Linked DNA regions of Rattus norvegicus: region 1 is linked to region 2. A link is a contact called in public Hi-C data. All regions are on one chromosome and are shown on one strand. Each heading gives the region's core, a stretch centred on a gene start, on an enhancer-like site or on the middle of the called end of the contact. The rest is flanking DNA. Distances are from core to core; before and after follow the strand shown. Region 1 overlaps Bcat2 (branched chain amino acid transaminase 2). Region 2 holds the start of Ppp1r15a (protein phosphatase 1, regulatory subunit 15A).

Region 1 (7,196 bases), core at 2,153-4,652, 56 kb before region 2:
CTACATGTAACTCCAATTGCAGAGACTCTTAATAGGCTCTTGACTTCCTTCGAGGCACCAGGCACACATGTAGTGCAAACGTCCATGCAGGTAAAACAGACATACACATAAAAGAATAAAAGTTTTTTTTTTTTAATTGAAGATCCCCTCAAGAACGTTTCTTTTATTTTTTTTTATTTATTATATATAAGTACACCACTGTAGCTGTCTTCAGACACACCAGAAGAGGGCACCAGATCTCATTCTAGATGGTTGTGAGCCATCATGTGGTTGCTGAGATTTGAACTCAGGACCTCTGGAAGAGCTGTCAGTGCTCTTAACCACTGAGCCATCCCTCCAGCCCCTCAAAAACATTTCTTTGTGTGGGATGTATCTATGAATGCTTACTAAATCACAATTAAAAGACAAAAATGGGGGTTGGGGATTTAGCTCAGTGGTAGAGCACTTGCCTAGGAAGCGCAAGGCCCTGGGTTCGGTCCCCAGCTCCGAAAAAAAGAACAACAACAACAACAACAAAAAAAAAAAAGACAAAAATGAAGAAAATATCAATGCGTTTAAAAATCAATATTTAACCCATTACATGTTTACGTAGCCATACGTTTGGTCAACCTTACTTGGTGCCATGACAAAGAAGAAACCTTCAAAACCCAAGTTTAAGAGCCAAGTTTATGGTTGAGTTGGTAAGGCCTCATGCCTTTTCTAGGTCATACCAAAAGGGAGATGACCAGACTCTGCATAGAGAATGAATGACCCACTTTTGAATCATCTCTGGGCACGGGAAAGTTACAAAGAAGCCACATCTGGGCACAGGAAAGTTACAAAGAAACCAAGTGGCTTCTGCTGGGAACAAGCAAAAGAAACTTCTCAGTGCTACCATTCATTTTTAGACTCCATCTAATCCTAGGGAGGAACCAAATTCAAGGTCCCAGGCCCGAGGGCAGCTGGGGACTTCCCAACAGCTGAATGGCTTCTGTTGTAAACAGCTAAGTCCAGACATCTCAGGGACAACTTCTCCATCCCTCTGACAGGATCAAACTAAGTTCATGTTCCCAGACCTAAGAACCAACTCCTATCCTGATTGATGGAAACTCCCTTGTTCAATTTCATACAGACTTGATTACAATAAGGTTTTTTTAAAGATGTATTTATTTAATCTTATATATATGAGCACACTGTCTTCAGACACACCAGAAGAGGGCATCGGATCCCATTACAGATGGTTGTGAGCCACCATCTGGTTGTGGGTGCTGGGAATTGATCCCAGGACTTCTGAAAGAGCAGCCTGTGCCCTTACCTCTGAGCCATCTCTCCAGCCTAGAGTCACACTGGATTTAAGCGGACCCTCTAACAGTTTTGGCAACAGCTCATCACACAAACTGCAAATGCCTTAACAAAAATGGTTTAAGAAGGTTTTTATTTTCTTTTTAAAATCCAGAAATGAGGGGTTGGGGATTTAGCTCAGTGGTAGAGCGCTTGCCTAGCAAGCACAAGGCCCTGCGTTCGGTCCCCCAGCTCCGAAAAAAAGAAAAAAAAATCCAGAAATGAGTTTTTACAAAAAGATGTATTCATTTTATGTAGGAGTGCTCTATCTGCATGAACACCTACACGCCAGAAGAGGGCAGCAGATCCCGTTATAGACGGTTGTGGACCACTGTGTTGTTACTGGAATTGAACTCAGGACCTGGAAGAGCAGACAGTGCTCTTAACCACTGAACCATCTCTCCAGCCTGAAATGACTTATTTTTATGTTACATGAACAAACACCCATGGCCTCACCCCTGAAATGTAGGGACACACAGATGACCTTGAGAAAGAACCCAGTGAAGGACATACGATCTAGACTGCAGCAGGGAACAGCCAGAGCCAAGAGGAGGAAATGAGCAAAGGACTTGCAGCTGGCCCGTCACAAAAAAGGGTTTCGGGGTTTTTTGTTTGTTTGTTTGGTTGGTTGGGTTTTTGTTTGTTTTGTTTTCTGAAACTGTGTTGCCTGGCTGTCTTGGAGCTCTAGAGACCAGGCTGGCTTCGAACTCATGAGATTCACCTACCTCTGCCTCCCGAGTGCCCCATGGGATTAAAGTCATGTGCCAACACTGCCTGGGCAAAAGTGAGGATTTTTACAGGAAGATTGAATCGATGGAGGGAAGAAAGTGTCCCAGGGGCCTGTAGACTTTCCCCTGGGTCCCCTTGGCCCCTGACCTTTCCTTGAGCAATAACTTGACAAAAGGGAATGAGTTGTGGCAATGGGTCAGTTGGGGCCCAAGAAACTGGAATTCCTATCCCAAGGCTGGCTGCCTTGCTCTGATAACATCTGCCAGATAGACCTGCAGACTCTCGCTCCAGCTAATTTGATCAGCAATGACATGGCAAGTCCAAAATAAAAGCAGGCAGGAAACAGAGGCAGGACTTGAATCCAGATCTGTAGCCGGGTCTTAATCACCTCTCTCTAGAGGCCCATGTGGGCCTTATTCAAGTGTGTGTGCCAGGGATTGGGACCATTGAATCACAGATATGGACACAGTGCTGTGATCTTTCTAACTCCTGCAACAGTCAGAAAAAATTAGGGACTCGCTTCAGTAGGTGGCCCGCCCTGTCGGAGGAGCTGATGTCCCTGAAAGACACAATTATAGAAGCCCTTTGATGTCAGATGGATGGGAGCAGATGAAGGCCAGGAGGCCAGAGAGGAAGCTAGGATAGAGACCGGCAGAAGACCAGGTCAGAAGTCAGGCCGAGGGGGGACACAAGGAGCGACAGGGCAGTCGGGGGCCTCGAGAACAGGGCTTGGGCACCAATGAAATGTAAGAAGGGAAGAGAGCCTGAGAAATCTGGTGTGTCCAACTGCAGTAAATGGGGTTCAATACTAAATTACAGAAGGAACCCTCAGGTCAGAAAAGTCCTCAGGCAGGGTCCCTGATAATAAATGCCCCCAGCATCTCAGAGTGGCGCTTAGAATATGACAACGAATGTCTTGTTCTTTGGCATTTTATTTCAAAATTGCAGCAAGGAGAGAGAGACGGAAAAAAAAAAAAAAAAGACATGAAGAGCACCGGGGATCCGGCCTGAGAACGGAGATCGAGAAGAAGCCAAGGTTCTCTCTTGAACACCAGGACGCGGAGCAGCTGAACTGAGGTGGGGTCCAAATTACATGGGTCCCGCCCTTAAGGCTTTGGAGTGTAACTTCCACGTGAGGGTGCCAGAGAGCCAGCAGTCTGGAACGACCTTTCCCTATTGCACTTCTCTTGAGTCTCTGGGAGGCGAGGACGCTGAACTGGATGCTGCACGTCAGCGGATCCAACCAGGTAGGGCACAACCTCCCTAACGTCACACACGAAGCATCCAATCGTGGGCACTGGTTCCGTACTGCGGGACAACGAAGGTGCCTTAAAGATACAGCTGCACTACAACTCCCAGTAGGCCCTGGAGCATCGCAAGCTGGCCGCTCTCAGAGCTGCGCCCCAGTGCCTTATGGGAAGTGTAGTCCTTGACCTGGAGACCCGCCAACAATTCCAAGGGATCAAGAGAGTTGCAAAAGCTTTGAAGGCTCTTGGGAAAAGGCACTTTAAGCTCAGATGTTTAGTGCTAGGTGCCAACATGGGGCCAGGATACCAGTTACCTCAGGTCCTGCTCAGGGAAATGAGCCCAGAGGTTCTCTAGAAGCCCTCTTGGCTCACAAGAGGAAACGCACCAGAGGCTTGTAAGAGGAATCATTCAAGGCCAGGGAGGGGCAAGGGAAAAAGGTTTGCCATGCCAAAGGGACATCCCAGAACTTCAGGAGTCGTGGAAGGCCCATTTTATTTTATTTTATTTTATTTTATTTTATTTTATTTATTTATTTATTTATTTATTTATTTATTTATTTATTTTTGTGGCCAACATCCCAGAGTCTTTATGACCTAAAACCTCAGAGACTTGTGGAAGGGGGTATTTCCCGTGCTTCTGGCCACAAGTATTCAGAGGAAAGGAGGAGTTAATCAGTTGTTGGTCCCAAATTCATGAGCTTACCTGAATAGCCTTCAACTCCTTCTGGAAGCGCAGGATGAGTTCCGGCCCATTTTCCATGGTAGGAATGTGGAGTTGCTAGGGAAAGGCAGCCATGAGGATGGGGCACTTCCCTTCTTTCTCTCCCACCCACCCCGGCAGCTCTGTCTCACCTTGCCTTCATATAGGATTTGGTGCACTGGGCAGACCTGACAAGCAGTGCCTGAGCCGAAGACTTCTCGCACCCGGCCCTCCTCCAGTGCCCGCTTCAATTCCTTCATAGTGACCTTGCGTTCTGCCACCCGGAACTCACCCTGCAGAACAAGGGCACAGAAGCACTCCAGGACCCAGACTCCTGTCCTACTGCAGACCACCATCACTCCCTCCCTAAGGCTACTGGAAAAGACAGAGGCCCAGGGATGGGAGATGGACCCAGAAACGAGGGCATGGCAGTGGGCCAGGCTTCCACCACCGTGCCACAACTCAAGACACTGGTCCAAAGATTCAGATGCCATGCAGGCCCTACCCAAGTCCTGGCCAGATCCAGCAGGCTTTGTCGAACCACTCCGGGGAGGATGATGCCATCCAGTGGGGGGGTTGCCAGCTCCAGTTCTAAGTCAGGGAGGACAGACGGGTGTCACTGCTTCCCACCCTTAAATGGTCTCCCCTTTCTTTTTAGAAGTCACCTGCCCAGGATTCCGAGACCTCGCAGCCCAGAAGGAATCAGACAGGATATACAGGGTGTGGGTTAGGACATGAGTAGGCTCACCTCCGTCTTCATGAGTCCAGTAGACAAAGATGTTCATGGTTCCCACCTCGGTGAGCTGGTGGTCCGGCCCGTACAGCCAGAGGACCTGCTCGCAGCCTTTCTTCTGGGCTTCTTGTTGCACAGCCACAGTGGGGCCGTAATTCCTGGGGGGGCAGCCTGGTCAGACTGGGCAGAGAATTCCCCATCCTCCCCACAGTACAGTCAAGGAGGAGTCTCCTTCCCCAACTCACAGCACAGCTGTGGTGCTCTAAATCTGCAGGACAGACTCCGTCACCTAATAGCTGAGGTCAAAGTTGGGGCCCAGCGTGGTGGGCCCCATTCCCTGCCCCCAGCTCCTCCTTTCTCAAGCGTCTGGGATTAAGGTCACGGGTGTAGTGACACCAAGCAGATTTCCTCACTCTACTTTTTGGTTTTTTTTTTTTTTTTTTTAAAGATTTATTCATTTATTATATATAAGTACACTGTAGCTGTCTTCAGATACACCAGAAGAGGGCACCGGATCTCTTTACAAATGGTTGTGAGCCACCATGTGGTTGCTGGGAATTGAACTCAGGACCTCTGGAAGAGTAGTTGGGTGCTCTTAACCGCTGAGCCATCTCTCCAGCCCGGGGTTTTATTTTTTGAAACAGGGTTTCTCTGTGTGTCCCTGGGATCAAACGCTTATGTGGGGGCTAGAGAGATGGCTCAATGGTTAAGAGCACTGACTACTCTTCCAGAGGTCCTGAGTTCAAATCCTAGCAACCATCTGTAATGGGATCTGATACCCTCTTCTGGTGTGTTTGAGGACAGTGTACTCATTTACATAAGATAAATACATCTTTAAAAAGGGGGTGGGGCGGCTTGTGTTGCCTTGCACTGCTGGTTCTTCTTTTTGTCTTTGAGGCAGGGTCTCTAGAAATAGAGGTTGGCCTCAGAGTCACCATGCAGCTGAAGTTAGTGTGGAACTCCTGACCCTCTTGACCACTCCTCCCAAGTGCTGGGAAGACAGCCATGCACTCCTTCAGCAGCTCTCATCCTGTTTTAACCAGTAGTGTGTGAGCCACACCAGATTTTTCTTACTCATACAAAGTTCCCAGTGTTCAAGGCCAGGATCCCAGTCCATGTTCTGAGCCTTGTGAAAAAAAACTGGCCCTGTGCCAAATGTGGTCGAAACGTATCCGCCATGTTTTTCCTTTTCTTTCTTTGAACTCAGGATCTTCATATGTTTAGTAAATATTCTTATCACTGAGCTCCACCCTACCCCCTCTTTGGGGGATTCTAGGCAGGGGTTTGACCACTACACCACCCCCAAAGTCCCTCACTGGGGGATCCTAGGCATAAGCTCTACTGCTGATCCACAGCCTTCAGCTTTCTTTCTCTCTTTCTTTCTCTCTTTCTTTCTTTCTTTCTTTCTTTCTTTCTTTCTTTCTTTCTTCCAAGATTTAGTTATTTTATATATGTGAGTACTGTCTCTGTCTTGAGAGGGCATCTGATCCCATTACAGATGGTTGTGAGCCACCATGTGGTTGCTGGGAATTGAACTCAGGACCCCTGGAAGAGCAGTCAGTGCTCTTAACCACTGAGCCATCTCTCCAGGCACCCCACAGCTCTCTCTGTAGCCCTCCTGCCTCAGCCTACTGAGCAGCCAGGACTATGACCTACATGGCTGTATGCCACCACGCCTGGCTTCTCTTACTGCTTTTGTAGCCAAGAAACCACAGGTGAAGTGTCACCTCTTAAATAGAACTTTCGCAAGATCTGAACCTTGTAATTGAGATTGCAGATCTGGACACTAGGGTGCCACCAGTCCAACTGCCCTCAGGGGGTTCAGCTGGCTTGGCCTTGTCTGTGTCTCCAGCTGCAGCCAACAGATGGCCTGACCCCCAGAAGACCTCATAGATGTGTTCTGAAGTGACCTGAATACCTTCCTGTGTGTCCACACTTCCTTGTTCCAGCATGACAGTAGTTTATACCCAATCTGATCCCAGGAGACTTAGCCACCTCCTGACAATATATTGTGTCAGGGCCTTTGGCAACACAGAATGTTGGGAAGTTCATAGGGTCAGAATGGAGACGAGGCCCAAGTCATGTTGTGGGGAGCTATGCAGAGAGTGCAGCACAGGTGACCCGGAAGACCTAATGGTCATCTGGCTTTCTAGAGGCTTCCAGGGGGCTCAGTTCTGGTCTTCCCATTGACCCATCTCTATTCAAATAAAAGACACCCCATTCTCCTTTGGCCTTTAGTGTCAGGCACCAGGGATGACAAAGGACACAAGAAAGCCAAGATCCCAACTGCAGAGCCAGTGACAATAGCTTTTCATCCCAGCACCCAGGCGCAGGCCCTACCAAAAAGCACATGGAACACTATAGCTCGCCCTCTCACAGCATCTCCAGCTCCAAGGCACAACTCCCTGGGCATGTGGGAAGCTACTTACCCCCCCAACTTGCAGTCACCGACCCCACCAATCCAGGC
Region 2 (6,734 bases), core at 3,285-5,784:
GCTGGAAACTAATCTGTTTTGGTCTCCGAACTTAAAGGAGTAAGGCCAATTTTGTCCTAGGTGATACATATAGCCCAGGCTATCCTCAGATAGCTCTGTAGGCAAAGCTGACCTTGAATCTCTGATCCTCCTCCTGCTCTACTTCTGGAATGCTGGAATGTGAGTTATGTATCACCCTATGCGGCCTGGCTTTTGTGTTTTGTTTGTTTGCTTGCTTTGTTTTCTATGTAGCCCTAGCTGTCCCGGAACTCACTAAGTAGACATGGCTGGGCTCAAACTCACCAAGGTCGGCCTGCTTCCGCACTCAGATTAAAGGTACGTCTCACCACTGCTGGTTCCGGCTTGGGTTCTTGTTGCATGAGACGGGGTCTCACCTAGCCTCTAACCTGACATGTAGCCAAAGAGAACCTTAAACTTGGGATGTTCCTGCCTTTGCCTACCCAGTACTGGATTATGGTTGTGAACCACCACGTCTGGTTCTAAGTGGGTGGGCTCCATGGTTATAGACTGGAGAGGAAATCCCCCAGTCCAGTCAGGCATAGTCATCTCCTCTCGGCCTGGGTTTAGTTGTTCTTCTGGCTTAGAATTAGGAAGACTGAGAGGGGTGGGGACAGAGCTGGGACTGTCTCCAAATTCCCGGCTGCAGCTGATGCTCAACTCGGGACCAGTCTGGCAGACCCCATCACTAAGGATTCTCACCCTTGACCGATGCAGTCTCTGTTGAAGGCACAGAACCCACAGCTAGGAAATGGGACAGCACAGCCCAAAGCCTCCCTCCTCCCTATCCCACCGAGAAGCGTGGAAGGACCTTGGCGCTCAGGCTGCTCAGGGAGGATACAGTGGAAGCACTGCTGGTCAGGCTGAGGCTGCTCCTGGGTCGGCCCTGCTCCATCGAGAGCTTGGGGGAGAAAGAAAAGGGGGCTGTGTCTCTCCACTGATGGGGGCTGAGGAGAGAGTTGGGTCAGAGCTCGAAGGTCAGAGGAGGCTGAGGAGAAAGAAACTGTTGTTTGGGGACTGAGGGGCTGGGGAGGCCATGGCCAGGGATCACATACCAAGAGCAGTGCCAAGGGAGGTGGGCGGCTCTCTGGCAGCTGCGGGGAGGGGGCAGCTGTCTGCAGCCAGGCCATAAGAATAGGGGCTCCTTTATTCTTGCCCACTGAATACTAGCCAAGAATGTGACCCCCTTTATGCACAGGAATTCCAATCCCTGCCTCCTTCAGGGTGCCCGGGCTACCTGTCCCTGTCTTCCCTCATGAACCCCCAAACCGTCTTTGCCCAACTCCCTAGGACAAGTCCTAAGACACCAGGAATGGTCATCCAGGCACGTCCCTCCCAGCCCAGCCAGGGACTTACCCAGCTCTGGTGTCCCGGTGACAGGATGTCACCTCTTTTTGTGTCTTAGACACTGCCTCTCAGAGTTGGTCTCCTCACCTGATACTTGCTTTCTTTTCTTCTCTGTTTTGTGAGCTCTCTGTCTCCCCCCTCTCTGTCTCTTTCTGTCTCTCCCACTGTGTCTCTCGGTGTCTCTGTCTCTTCCTCTCTCTCTCTCTCTCTCCCCTCCCCTCTGCCTATGTCACCTCTCCCAGTCCCTCTCCCTACCTGACTGCTGCTGTCTAATCACTTCCCCGTCCCCTCCCCCACTCCATCCCACTCATCTACTTCCGTTCTCCTCAGTCTCTTCCTCTATCTCCCTGATCAGACACATCTGTTTCCTTTCCTTTTCAAGTTCTCTTCCTCACTTTCTCTCTTCCTCCCTCTCCCAGTTTCTCTTTCCTCTCTGCCGGGCTCTCCCTCTCTCCAGCAGCCGCCCACGCTGCCGTCTCCCCTCCCAATCCTGGCTGTCCCCGCCTCTTCTGGCCTCCCCACTACAACTTGACCCCTGGCTCAGCTGCCCCCACAACTAAGGGGAAGGATTGGGCTCCCCCAACTCCTGGGTCTCCTAAACTGTGCCTGGGACTCCTCTATGTTTGGAGAGGGGCTGGAACTCCAGGGCAAAATGGTTTTGTTGTTCCTGGAGTTCTGGGCTTCTGACAACCTTCAAGAGAGCTGTCCTAGGTCTTTCGAAGAATGGCATCTCCAACTCCCAGAACCTTGGAAAGCTGGGATAGAGTGTGGCTGGTGGGTGCCTGGGAAGGTATGAGCTACAAGTAGGGATTCATGGACTATTCATTCACCCACAGTCCCCAAGAGTGGCCTTGACCAAATAGGGCAGTGATGGTGACTGGAAGGAGAAGAAGACAGTCCTAGACCTGCTAGATTCTGGTAAGGATAGAGTTAAGTGGCCAGTTTGAAATTTCTCCCTCAGATCAGACTGTTAGCCCATTTATAAGGGAGGTATGGAATCTCAGTACATTTTGAGGAAGAAGGCTATAGACCGGAGCTCAGAGAGTAGCTCCAGGAGAGCATTGCTCAGTGTGTGTGAGGTGTGAGGCTCTGGGATCCACATACAGGCTACACACACTCTCTTTCTCTGTCTGTCTCTGAGACACACACACCAGGAGGGAAGGCTGGAATTGGATCTCTGGATCTATATCTGGGATTTGAACAGAGCCCCACCCCCATGAGAATGCAGGCCAATCAGAAATTCAAATTATATAAGCCAAACCTTTGTATAAATTCAAAAAACATGGACACCTGTGTGTGAAGACAAAGAGTCTGTTTAGCGGTGTTCTCCACACACTATCTGTTGAGATCACACTTGTACCCTCCATACTGGGTAGGACTGCCGAGAGTACCAGGGCAGCTGGGGCAACACGGGTTCAGCCCAGGTTTCATAGTAAGTTCCAGACACTCCTGGAAAAACAATACAGGTCCCTGACAAAAGAAAAAACAAAACAAAGGAAACAGAAACATGCGTTTTTAAAAAAGAAGGAGGAGACTCCATGAAGGCAGGCCTTGGGTGGGGTCACTGCTTCTCTGTACACAGGAGGAGAATTGCCCAAAGATTCTTTGGCCTTCTTCCCCTGTGAGTCCCCGGACAGTGTGGACTATACTGTAAGACCCTGCTCAATACAGACAGACTGGACAGGCATAGTGACACATGCCTTTAATCTCAGTACTCAGGAGGAAGTGGCAGGTGGACTTCTGTTCTTTGAGTTCAAGACCAGCGTGGACTACAGAGTGAGTTCCAGGACAGGCAGGGCTACACAGAAAAATCCTGTCTGAAAACAAAACAAAACCCAGACAGACACACCAAAAACAGCCAAGGGACCAGAGAGATGGGTCAGGGCCTAATCACTTGCTACTCTTTGCAGAGGACCCAAATTTAGTTCCTATAACCCTCCATGAGAAGCTTCACAATTGTCTCTAACTCCAATTCCACCCGTGTTCCGACCTCCATATGCACCAGACATGATATACTCACACATACGCACAAACACACACACACACACACACACACACACACACACACACACACACACACACACACGGAAAACATATAAAATAAAGATTTAAAAAATCTTTTTCTTTTGGCCGGGGTGTGTGGGAGAGCATCTGAGCCATCTCACCAGCCCAGGGTGCACGTCTTTTTCTTTTTTTCGGAGCTGGGGACCGAACCCAGAGCCTTGTGCTTGCTAGGCAAGTGCTCTACCACTGAGCTAAATCCCCAACCCCGGTGCACGTCTTTAATCCCAGAATCAGGAGGTAGAGGTAATGAGATCCCAGTGAGCCCAAGGTCAGCCGAGTCTACAAAGTGAGTTCCAGGACAGCCAGAACTAATCTTGGAAAAACAAACAAGGGCTGGTGAGGTGGTTCAGTAGTTAAGAACACTGGCTGCTCTTCCAGAGGTCCTGAGTTCATTCTCAGTAACCACATGGTGGGGATCTGATGCCCTGTTCTGGCATGCAGATATACATGCAGATAGTGCACTCCTACATTTAAAAAAAAAAAGACATAAATAATATTTTAAAACATTGGGTGTTTTGTCTTCTAATAAAACTTCACTGCTATCTTCTAATAAAAATTCACTGCTAGCCGCGGGGTGTGGTGGCCCCATACCTTTAATCCCAACACTTGAGAGGCAGAGGCAGGCGGACCTTTGAGTTTGAAGCTAGCCTGGTCTACAGAGTGAGTTCAAGATAGCCACGGATAGTCAGAAAGTCCTGTTTCGAACCTCTCCCCAACCAAATCACTCCTGTAATCCCAGCACTCTGGAGGCAGTAGCAGGTTAGTCCCTGCTTCTCAGAGAGAGGAGAGAGAGAGAGAGAGAGAGAGAGAGGAGACACACACACACAGAGACAGAGAGGGAGAGAGAAAGAGAAAGAGAATGGGACGGCATGTGACTGCCTGATGAAGTTGGCGTGCTTGCTCAAAAGTTCTGCGAGATTGACGGCTCTCTGGATTTGAGCCAAGGACACGCCTGGGAAGCCACGGTGACCTCACAAGGCCCGGAATCTCCGCGAGAATTTCAGTGTTGTTTTCCTCTCTCCACCTTTCTCAGGGACTTCCGAAACTCCGCCTCTCCGGTGACGTCAGCATAGCGCTGCGTCAGACTATAAACTCCCGGGTGATCGTGTTGGCGCAGATTGACTCAGTTCGCAGCTTGTGGAAGATTACATGCGAGACCCCGCGCGACTCCGCATCCCTTTGCCGGGACAGCCTTTGCGACAGCCCGTGAGACATCACGTCCCCGAGCCCCACGCCTGAGGGCGACATGAACGCGCTGGCCTTGAGAGCAATCCGGACCCACGACCGCTTTTGGCAAACCGAACCGGACCTCCAGCCCCCGGGGTGACGCGCAGCCCGCCGGTGAGTGGGGGATGGGGCGGCCTTTGGGGGAGTGCTGGGGAGGACTTTCTTCGGCGAGGAGGCTAGGAGAGTGTTGTGGGATCTGAGGGGCAGACTGGGGAGGAACCCAGATTTGAGGAAACGGCACTGAAAGCCGGATGCTTTATTTGGTCCGAGAGAGGAGAGCCCAGGTCTAGTCTCTACATTGAAGGGCAGGGGTCCTGAACTAGAACTGCAGTACTTGTACATTGCTAAATAAAGAGAGGGACTCCAGGAGGAGCAGCCTGGGTCTAAGAGGTAGGCAGGAGGAGGTTTTAGGGGCCTGAGCACAAGCTTGAGGAGAGAAAGGTTATTAAAAAGCCAGACGCTTACAGGTCTCAGAAGGGCTAGCCAGAAACTGTGGCTGGGGTTAAGGAAAGGGTTTAAGAGTGTGGGCTTTTGGTTCTGAGGATGTAGAACGTGAATGTTGAGAGAAGAACCAAGTGGCGGAGTTGGGTGTGAGCAATGCTATTAGGAATTTGAGGCAGGGATTCACGCGCTGCTGTGACTATTTTTTAACAATGACTCAGTGCTGTGACCTGATACTGTTTCCAGAGCGACTTCTAAACAAATTCCCCCTTTCTAGGCCAGACACATGGCCCCAAGCCCAAGACCCCAGCATGTCCTGCACTGGAAGGAAGCCCACTCTTTCTACCTCCTGTCTCCACTGATGGGCTTCCTCAGCCGGGCCTGGAGCCGCCTGAGGGGGCCCGAGGTCTCAGAGGCCTGGTTGGCAGAAACAGTAGCAGGAGCAAACCAGATAGAGGCTGATGCTCTGTTGACGCCTCCCCCGGTCTCTGAAAATCACCTACCTCTCCGAGAGACTGAAGGAAATGGAACTCCTGAATGGAGTAAAGCAGCCCAGAGGCTCTGCCTTGATGTGGAAGCCCAAAGTTCCCCTCCTAAAACTTGGGGACTTTCAGATATTGATGAACATAATGGGAAGCCAGGACAAGATGGCCTTAGAGAGCAAGAAGTGGAGCACACAGCTGGCCTGCCTACACTACAGCCCCTTCACCTGCAAGGGGCAGATAAGAAAGTTGGGGAGGTGGTGGCTAGAGAAGAGGGTGTGTCCGAGCTGGCTTATCCCACATCACACTGGGAGGGTGGTCCAGCTGAGGATGAAGAGGATACAGAAACCGTGAAGAAGGCTCACCAGGCCTCTGCTGCTTCCATAGCTCCAGGATATAAACCCAGCACTTCTGTGTATTGCCCAGGGGAGGCAGAACATCGAGCCACGGAGGAAAAAGGAACAGACAATAAGGCTGAACCCTCAGGCTCCCACTCCAGAGTCTGGGAGTACCACACTAGAGAGAGGCCTAAGCAGGAGGGAGAAACTAAGCCAGAGCAACACAGGGCAGGGCAGAGTCACCCTTGTCAGAATGCAGAGGCTGAGGAAGGAGGACCTGAGACTTCTGTCTGTTCTGGCAGTGCCTTCCTGAAGGCCTGGGTGTATCGCCCAGGAGAGGACACAGAGGAGGAAGAAGACAGTGATTTGGATTCAGCTGAGGAAGACACAGCTCATACCTGTACCACCCCCCATACAAGTGCCTTCCTGAAGGCCTGGGTCTATCGCCCAGGAGAGGACACAGAAGAGGAAGATGACGGTGATTGGGATTCAGCTGAGGAAGACACAGCTCAGAGCTGTACCACCCCCCATACAAGTGCCTTCCTGAAGGCCTGGGTCTATCGCCCAGGAGAGGACACAGAAGAGGAAGACGACAGTGAGAATGTGGCCCCAGTTGACTCAGAAACAGTTGACTCTTGCCAGAGTACCCAGCATTGTCTACCAGTAGAGAAGACCAAGGGATGTGGAGAAGCAGAGCCCCCTCCCTTCCAGGTGGCCTTCTATTTACCTGGACAGAAGCCAGCACCACCTTGGGCTGCCCCTAAGCTGCCCCTTCGACTGCAGAAGCGGCTCAGATCTTTCAAAGCCCCCGCCCGGAATCAGGACCCTGAGATTCCTC

What was found. A called contact is a pair of places that touch in the nucleus more often than the background predicts.
Region 1: a Hi-C map of hepatocytes shows a contact between it and region 2, with 4 times the contacts expected there. The contact joins the enhancer-like site here to the promoter of Ppp1r15a in region 2. A contact is called at or near these places in 3 of 12 Hi-C or Micro-C datasets (hepatocytes, kidney and psoas muscle).

Annotation. Positions count from the first base shown.
Region 1 is chr1:105,192,242-105,199,437 of GRCr8, reverse strand. It overlaps Bcat2 (branched chain amino acid transaminase 2), which reads right to left. Exons shown (of 11, transcript NM_022400.2): 6 at 7,159-7,196; 7 at 4,745-4,887; 8 at 4,502-4,587; 9 at 4,149-4,289; 10 at 4,000-4,074; 11 at 2,964-3,357. The coding sequence ends at 3,319. Among named protein-coding and RNA genes, the nearest start is that of Trnap-ggg, 8.3 kb to the left of the region's middle. Within about 2 kb of position 3,402, at least 71 of the 93 cell types and tissues checked have an H3K27ac peak or open chromatin away from gene starts, as enhancers often do. A contact at or near this core is called in hepatocytes and kidney, where this site is marked.
Region 2 is chr1:105,137,396-105,144,129 of GRCr8, reverse strand. Ppp1r15a (protein phosphatase 1, regulatory subunit 15A) reads left to right here and starts at 4,534. Exons shown (of 3, transcript NM_133546.3): 1 at 4,534-4,749; 2 at 5,354-6,734. The coding sequence starts at 5,363. Plekha4 (pleckstrin homology domain containing A4) reads right to left here and starts at 1,612. Exons shown (of 20, transcript NM_199101.1): 1 at 1,354-1,612; 2 at 809-898. The coding sequence starts at 892.